2 separate regions of the Mus musculus genome follow, and region 2 is linked to region 1. The links are chromatin contacts, called in public promoter capture Hi-C maps. All regions are on one chromosome and are shown on one strand. The core of a region is the stretch at or near the end of the contact, and the rest is flanking DNA. Distances in the headings are between cores, read along the strand shown. Region 1 overlaps Tg (thyroglobulin). Region 2 overlaps Ccn4 (cellular communication network factor 4).

Region 1 (3,602 bases), core at 356-2,855:
TCAAGAGTCTGGGTGCCTGAGGGTATGCCGCCTTTCATGCCCACCCAAACTAAGAACTTCCTATTCTGTAACCATGATGGGCAGGGGATGCTCCTGATACAGAAACACATGGTTCCTGGCCTGATGTACCTACCCAACTAGGAAACAGCCGCTTACTCCCTCAGCTCCCTCAGCTGAGAGCGACAGGTCTTTCCCAGACCTAGGAGCCTCAGCATGAGCTGTCCCTCTGCCTAGTCACACTGGATCTCTCCTCACCTCTGCTACCCTCAGCAACTCCAGCCTCTGGAAGAGACTCTGTGCTTTGCTAGCCTTTACTTGAAGTTTTCCTTTGAAGCAGTGTCTGAAAGTTGCCCTGGCACATCCATATGACTGTCAGAGGATGCCCTTACCTGGCTGTGAGCCCCTAGAAAACTGAGCACGGGGGGTATTCAGTGTCAGGCAGCCCTGGGCACAGCCTGGAGCTTGCCAGACACTCTAGGCATATGTGTGGGAAACAAAATGGAGCTGACTCTATGTTAGGGTTCTCTGTGCTGTCCCCAGAGAATTCCAGGCAGAGAAAAACTGATTGGTGTATCCCCATATGAAAAACTGTTAAAATGACTCCTAAAATACAATATCTATGACAAGAATAGACCCTTTAATTAGAGCCTGTGCTCACCATGGTGTTCGTGGCTTGATGTGGTCACATTGTACACTCCAGATTAAAACTGTGAAACATTACAAAGCCACCGTTTATAGTGTAAGAACAAAAGGAAACAGAAATAAAGAAAACACAAAAGTCCATTGTGCATGCAGGCATTCCAGGGGAAAAAAACAGAGGGATTCTGGGGGCTACAGATTCACAGTTGCAGAGGCAGATTCTCATGGAGCTTTTTTAACAGCCATGTTTTCACAGTTATGACAGTGAACTCTCGCCGGGACAGCCTTGTACTTGGTTTTCTGCCAAAGGGTTTCAGGAACATTAAATGTGTTCCTTCTCCTTATCACCAAAGGACAAACCAATAGAAGACACAGAGCCTGGCTTAAACCTCCAGGGAACATCAGTGTGGCCATAGTGAGCAAATTTGGCTTTAGGGCCCCACTGTCTTCCCTGAACTCTGATCTCTACAGGGAAATAAATATCTGAGGTGGGATTACAGGTTTTCTTCTCAGAGACATCTTCAAGCCTTCTCAGAGCCATGGGTTTATAAAAAATTGCATGTGTGGTTTTTTTATTTATTTAAAAAGAGACTAAACTTTTTGACAAACTGTATGGCAGACATTTTGACAAACGTTTAAGCTACCTGTTTAGGCAGACTTATACATGTAGCATGTAATGTGGAAGCAAAATGAGAGGATGGTACAAACCCATTAGGACTTTACCTTGTATACAAAGTAGAATTTCATTCCTTTTTCAGAAATCTAAACATTTAGATACTGCCATATAATGAACGAGGCAGGAAAGAGGCTAAGGAAGGAGGGCCATGGTCAGTAATGAGAGTCACAGAGTACATCTGTGCTGGCCATGAGGAACTCAGAGCATTTGAAATCAGCTGGGCTGACCCACACACCACCACTTTAGAGATCTGTGATTTGAAGCAAGGCTTCTTTTAACTAACTAGAGCTTGGCTCATTCACATATTAAAACAGAATATATCAAAATCTGCCTTGTGGTGGATTATGTGGACTTCATGACTCAAAGGAACATTCCCACAGAGGATAAGCACACTCTTTCCCAATCAAGACCAGCTCCAGCTGGACCATCTCAGTGTTACTGACACAAAGGAGAGGCAATGTGAGGCTTTCTTACTACCTTTGGCCCATCTAAATACAAACTCCACTTGGTAAGAGGAGAAAAGGAAAATCCAAATATTTGCTGATACCTGGGGAATGAGTAGGGATGGAGAAGTGAATATACAAATGTATCATGTAAGGACAGGAACCCAGACAGAGGTTACTGGCCACATGTTACCTAGCTCGAAGAGCAGGCCTTTGTGGCCTGTTTTTTCTTTAGCATGCCACAGCCACTTCATTTCTAAAGTTAGCACCTGCTCAGTAGCCCCATTGGTGTCTGTAGTAGAAACTGTACCCATCCCTTCTTTCTCATATTCTCCCCAGCCCTGTGGGTCACCCATTCTTACTTGGGGGATAGAATGAGCAAAGCTGGAGAGTTGATGGCATGTCCACAGAACAGCATGAGACTACAGGCCTATGGTCACTTCATTTAGCTCTTTTTGCACCTTGGGTCTAGGCTCTCCTCAATCAACAATCCATCCCCCACAGATAAAGACCAGATAGATCCAAGTGAGCATTCAGAGCTCATGCAGGCAACACCTGTGGCTAGTGGGTGCAGGGCTAAATGGCTGCATTATTTCAACTTCTGCTTTCATCCTGTTTTGACTCATATCCAAACACATTGCCTCTGAAAGGTCACCTTTAGGCCTGACTTTCAGTAAGTTTATCAGTAAGCAAAGCAGCACATATGAACATAGCCAACCAGATGGAGCTGCAGGCTGGCTTGGAGGAAGGCCTACGAAGTTCTGCTGATGCATGGAAGCCAGGTCTGTGGGTCCTACCATCTACAGGTATGGATTTGATAGGTTACCTACTTGTATTTTATATTCTTTAAGGGTAAAATGACTCAGAAGTCAAATATCCTTCCACTTAAAGCCACCCCATGCTCCAGGAATGGGTTAGTGATATAGAAATGAGGACCTAAGCTAAGATCTGACTGGTACTTCATTTATAAGTTCTTGCAATGGCCCAAGAGTTTTTGTGTCATTGAATCTGTTAACTGGGCATAATTCCTTACTCCTGGCATATCCTCTCTCTGAGCACAGTCTACCCTGGGATTATGATGGAGTTCTTTTGTTTTTGTTTTTGTTTTTTAAAGACAGGGGAGGACTCTGACCACTACACTCAGTTAATCTGCTTGTTTCTCCTCTCACATCCCTGATGAGCTGGAGGACATTAGGCATGGCCTATGACATGCCCTCAGTTTCCTCGACTGCAAATTGAAGAGTGTGATAGTGATAATGTGGTTGGACTATTATAAAAATTAGGAGCTGCTTTGAAGGAATTTTCACGTGAGATGCTATTCTTATGTGATATGCATATGTATATCCAATGGCTCACATCATATGCATAAAGCTCTTAGAGCCATGTGTGGCACACCTCAGGCACCAAGCCACACTACAATTATCACTGTCATAAAAATGAGAACTGAGGAGACACCATGATGACCTGGCTAGTCAGCTCGTGATTGTCTTAGATATGAAAGCACAACTAGCACTGGCCTGGGATCTGCTAGCTTTAGGGGCGTAAGACCTTCCAGGGCCTGGTTGGAAACACAGCTCGCTGATATCCACCTTCCACCCGCCATCACAGTTCTGCTGGGCCTTCAGATTTACTTGTTTCCTTCCTCTCCTTACCTTGCTCAGTCCTGTTTTTCACGGGTATCAACTCTGCAAGGGCATGTTGACTGGGTGTGATTTGATTTGTACCTGGGCACAGTGGCATGGGTTCTGAGCACAGCTGGTTTGCATGGTCAATTCAGACATGAGGTGTCACTGTAGGTCACAGTAATGCAGATGGAAGAAACCAATCGGCAGGAGTGGGGGAGG
Region 2 (3,602 bases), core at 365-2,864, 120 kb after region 1:
CCCAGCTTTGAGAGTCTAAGATGATACAAGTACAACATCAAGGACATGTATACTAAACTGCAAAAGAAATGAGTCTTTCCTGTCTAACTCAGTACCCTTCACTCACGCCTTAGTGCTTGACCTACCTGATGATCATATCAAGCAAAGAAAACTTGTCAGGGCTCATCCCTGGCTCTATTTGCGGACGAAGCAGGGTAGGTTCTTCAGATGCTGAGGAAAGGCTGCCAGTTACCAGGACAACCCTGTTTCCCACCACCATCATCAGACATGGGGCTTGCTCCTTATCCTTAACGTAGCACCTTGTCATCTTTGATGGATGCATACTTTCCTTTCTACTCTTCACACTCTGCTGTGCCAACCTTTGGTGCCAGCAGGTCCTTTATGAATGTCTCCTAATTGGAAGTATGGGTGTGAAATACCCAGTATAAGGAACAATAAAACAAGGACCCTAATCTGGGCTCTAAAAATCTATCACAAGTCTGGGCCCTTCGCTAGAAGCTCATGATTCCTCTCCCATCTCCACCATCATCTACCCTGGGTAGGTTTGTTCCCCCGATTGGATAATCTGCAAGCTCTACCCGCACTGGATGTGTTCTGAGCCCAGCTCTGCTAGGATGCTGATAATAGAACCTAACACTAGCACAGGGCATTTAGTAATTGCCTACTGTAGACCAGCTTCAAGGTTATATTAGTGAGATACAGAAAGAGGCCAGAGTATCAAGGAGCCCACAGCCTCCTAGAAGGCTACAATTGTATTTGAATAACGTCAATTCTGAATTTGTGAGAAAGAGAGGTGGTGGGGTAGATGGGACAGATGAGAGCAAAATGTGCCTCTGATTAATGATGGAATTCCATGTCAGCTCAGCTGCTTGCTAGCTGGGGAGCTTGGTTAGCTAAAAGAGGATTCTTGTGCTGGTGACACTGACACATGGGTACCAAAATGGAAAAAAAAATCAGGAGAGAAGGGAGACTGCTAGCTGTGATATCTGAGCTCAGCATGGTAATGCCCTCCTGCAATCCTTGGTTTACATGTGTTATGTGGCAAGGTCTTGTTTTGTTGGCTGATGTCCTTCATTACTTAAAGAGTCTGTGAATCTGGAGCAAAGATGACGCCTGCCATGCACAATGATGGGAAGGGAGGATTTGGCGTTTGGAGGGAGCATGGTGGCTATACATCACCAGTACTAACCAAGGCTCCTTTCCCTTCCTGAAGGCAGGGAAGAAATGCCTGGCTGTGTACCAGCCAGAGGAGGCCACGAACTTCACTCTCGCAGGCTGTGTCAGCACACGCACCTACCGACCCAAGTACTGCGGAGTCTGTACTGACAATAGGTGTTGCATCCCCTACAAGTCCAAGACCATCAGTGTGGATTTCCAGTGTCCAGAGGGGCCAGGTTTCTCCCGGCAGGTCCTATGGATTAATGCTTGCTTCTGCAACCTGAGCTGCAGGAATCCTAACGATATCTTTGCTGACTTGGAATCTTACCCTGACTTCGAAGAGATTGCCAATTAGGTGGGTGTGTGGCTCAGGGTAAAGTTCCATGCTGCAAAGCAGCCAGCCCTTTGTGGTCCAGGACTTCACAATTGAGCCTTATTTCATCTACTTCCTACTCGATTCTGAATTCCCAGTTTCTGTTCCTGTTTTGACAATCGTAATGGCCCAGGAGAGTGCTGCTCAGGCTCAGACAATGGGTTCCTCCTTGGGGACATTCTACATCATTCCAAGGAAAACACATCTCTGACTGTTCACAATGGAAGCAAAGCCTGGCCCAGCTAGTCTGGCTCCAGCCTGGGCAAGTTGTCAGAAGTTGTGATGGGATTGTCCAAGGAAAAGCATCAGCTGAAGAACCAGTATCATGAAGTCCTTCCTCAGATGCCAAGCCTAGGGATGCTGGGATCCTTTCAGACAGATGGATGGGATTGGGGACACAGGAATAAGCTATTATTTTACCCTTGCCAAATGATACTATCCTGGGTATTTCTGCCTAAAACATACCAAAAGTGTTCTTGTTCCACTGATCTGTATATCACAAGTCACCAAACATTTTCCAGGTGAGGACCATAGTTGTGTCATTCTGTTTTGCTATTGAAAATCATTTTAAAAAGAAGGAAAAAAAAAAAAGAAAAGAAAAGAAAGTCATTTCATTAACTTGGGCACTTTCTCCTCTCACCCCATATTCTATAAAGGGCTAAACTTGGGTTCTTGTTGATCAGGAATGTAATTTGAGAAGTCTTACTTTTGCAGGGAGATGGTAGCCCTCAATTCATCCCGTAGGGATGGGACAAGGCCAGCCAATCTTTCAAGCCATAGCTGGGCAGGTCACTGAATCTGCTGCTGGCCAAGTTCTTAGGACAATTAGCCAAAATCTGGGCCTCTCTCTCCCTAGGGTTCATGGGAGTTGGTAGGGACCGTAGAGTGACTTGTCTGTTGTCTCAAAAAGTAAGATGGAAAGATGTTCTCATGGCCCTTAGAAGACTCTTTTGAAGTCTACGCCAGACCTAACAGAATATGTGCATCAAACAAACAAGTGGATCACCCTCCCATGGCCTGGGTGACCTCTAGCAGTCACCCAGTGACTGTGGTAAGGCCACAGTAGTCCCTGGACCCAGGACAAATCTTTTTTGTTTCAGTGACCTACTTTACAGCCTCAGTGTCTATGAAGAAAGTTAACTCAGTTTTCTCATCTGAAGACAGAAGTCGACCAGCCATTCAGAAATGGGGATCTATTTAGTAGTGGTAAACGTTAAAGAGTTTGTAAGCTAAAGAAATATTTTTTTTCCTAAGTGATAATGAGGTTGTTACCTATTTTAGAGGTAGAATTTTCTGTCATCATCCTTTTATTGTGTTCTACATACTACCCATTGTTCTCAATATTTGCCACACATTTACTCATTGAAACTTGCTGATAACACAGAGGACTTCCCTTAATGATTTCTGTTCTTGACACTGTGAAATATCAATTCAAAGAGGCTAATAAGTTCAATCAAAGTCACCTATCTGAAGACTCATAGCCAGAGAAGATTGCCTTCATATTTCCCCTTTGCTTCTGGACCTTGTAAACATGTCAGGGCAGGAAAGCATACAGAAGTCAGCAGCTTGCCCTCTTAGTATTGGCTCTCTAGCCCCTTTCACGTAAGAGGAGAGTGTGTCTAGGTACTAAGGATCCAACCTAAACTGGACAGAAAAGGGCATGTGCATTATCCCCTGTGGCTCCTCCTGCCCTGGAATCAGAACTAGCTTACAGCATGCTTTTATATGATGATTCAGTTTGCCCCACACCATACATATGGGCATATGGGAGAACTATACACACACTCATAAATGGATTTGTAAGTAGGAAAGGGGACTTGAGATTTCCCCTCCTTCCTGCAACTTCCCAAAGGCCTGGCCTTATGCAAGGCAAACAGTGGTGCTTAAGATGTATTTTGGGAAGAAAATACTATATATATATATTCCTATTTTTCCTTAGAAGCCTTTTCTTCCAGGATCTCATCTTAACAGTAAGAAATCCTCTCTTAAGAGAGGCCTAGTATTTTGAGTAAACATATGTTCATATGTGTACAAGTACTTGTATGTAAATATAAGTTACCACTGTGGGTTA

The links. Capture Hi-C pulls out chosen DNA fragments and counts their contacts.
Region 2: a contact with region 1 is called in a promoter capture Hi-C map of adipose tissue. A contact is called at or near these places in 2 of 9 other capture datasets (adipose tissue and liver).

What each region holds. Positions count from the first base shown.
Region 1 is chr15:66,796,261-66,799,862 of GRCm38.p6, forward strand. The region is part of intron 41 of Tg (thyroglobulin); the gene reads left to right. All of the region lies in intron 3 of Sla (src-like adaptor), which reads right to left. Among named protein-coding and RNA genes, the nearest start is that of Sla, 34 kb to the right of the region's middle.
Region 2 is chr15:66,917,942-66,921,543 of GRCm38.p6, forward strand. Ccn4 (cellular communication network factor 4) reads left to right here. Exons shown (of 5, transcript NM_018865.3): 5 at 1,214-3,602. The coding sequence ends at 1,513. Among named protein-coding and RNA genes, the nearest start is that of Ccn4, 28 kb to the left of the region's middle.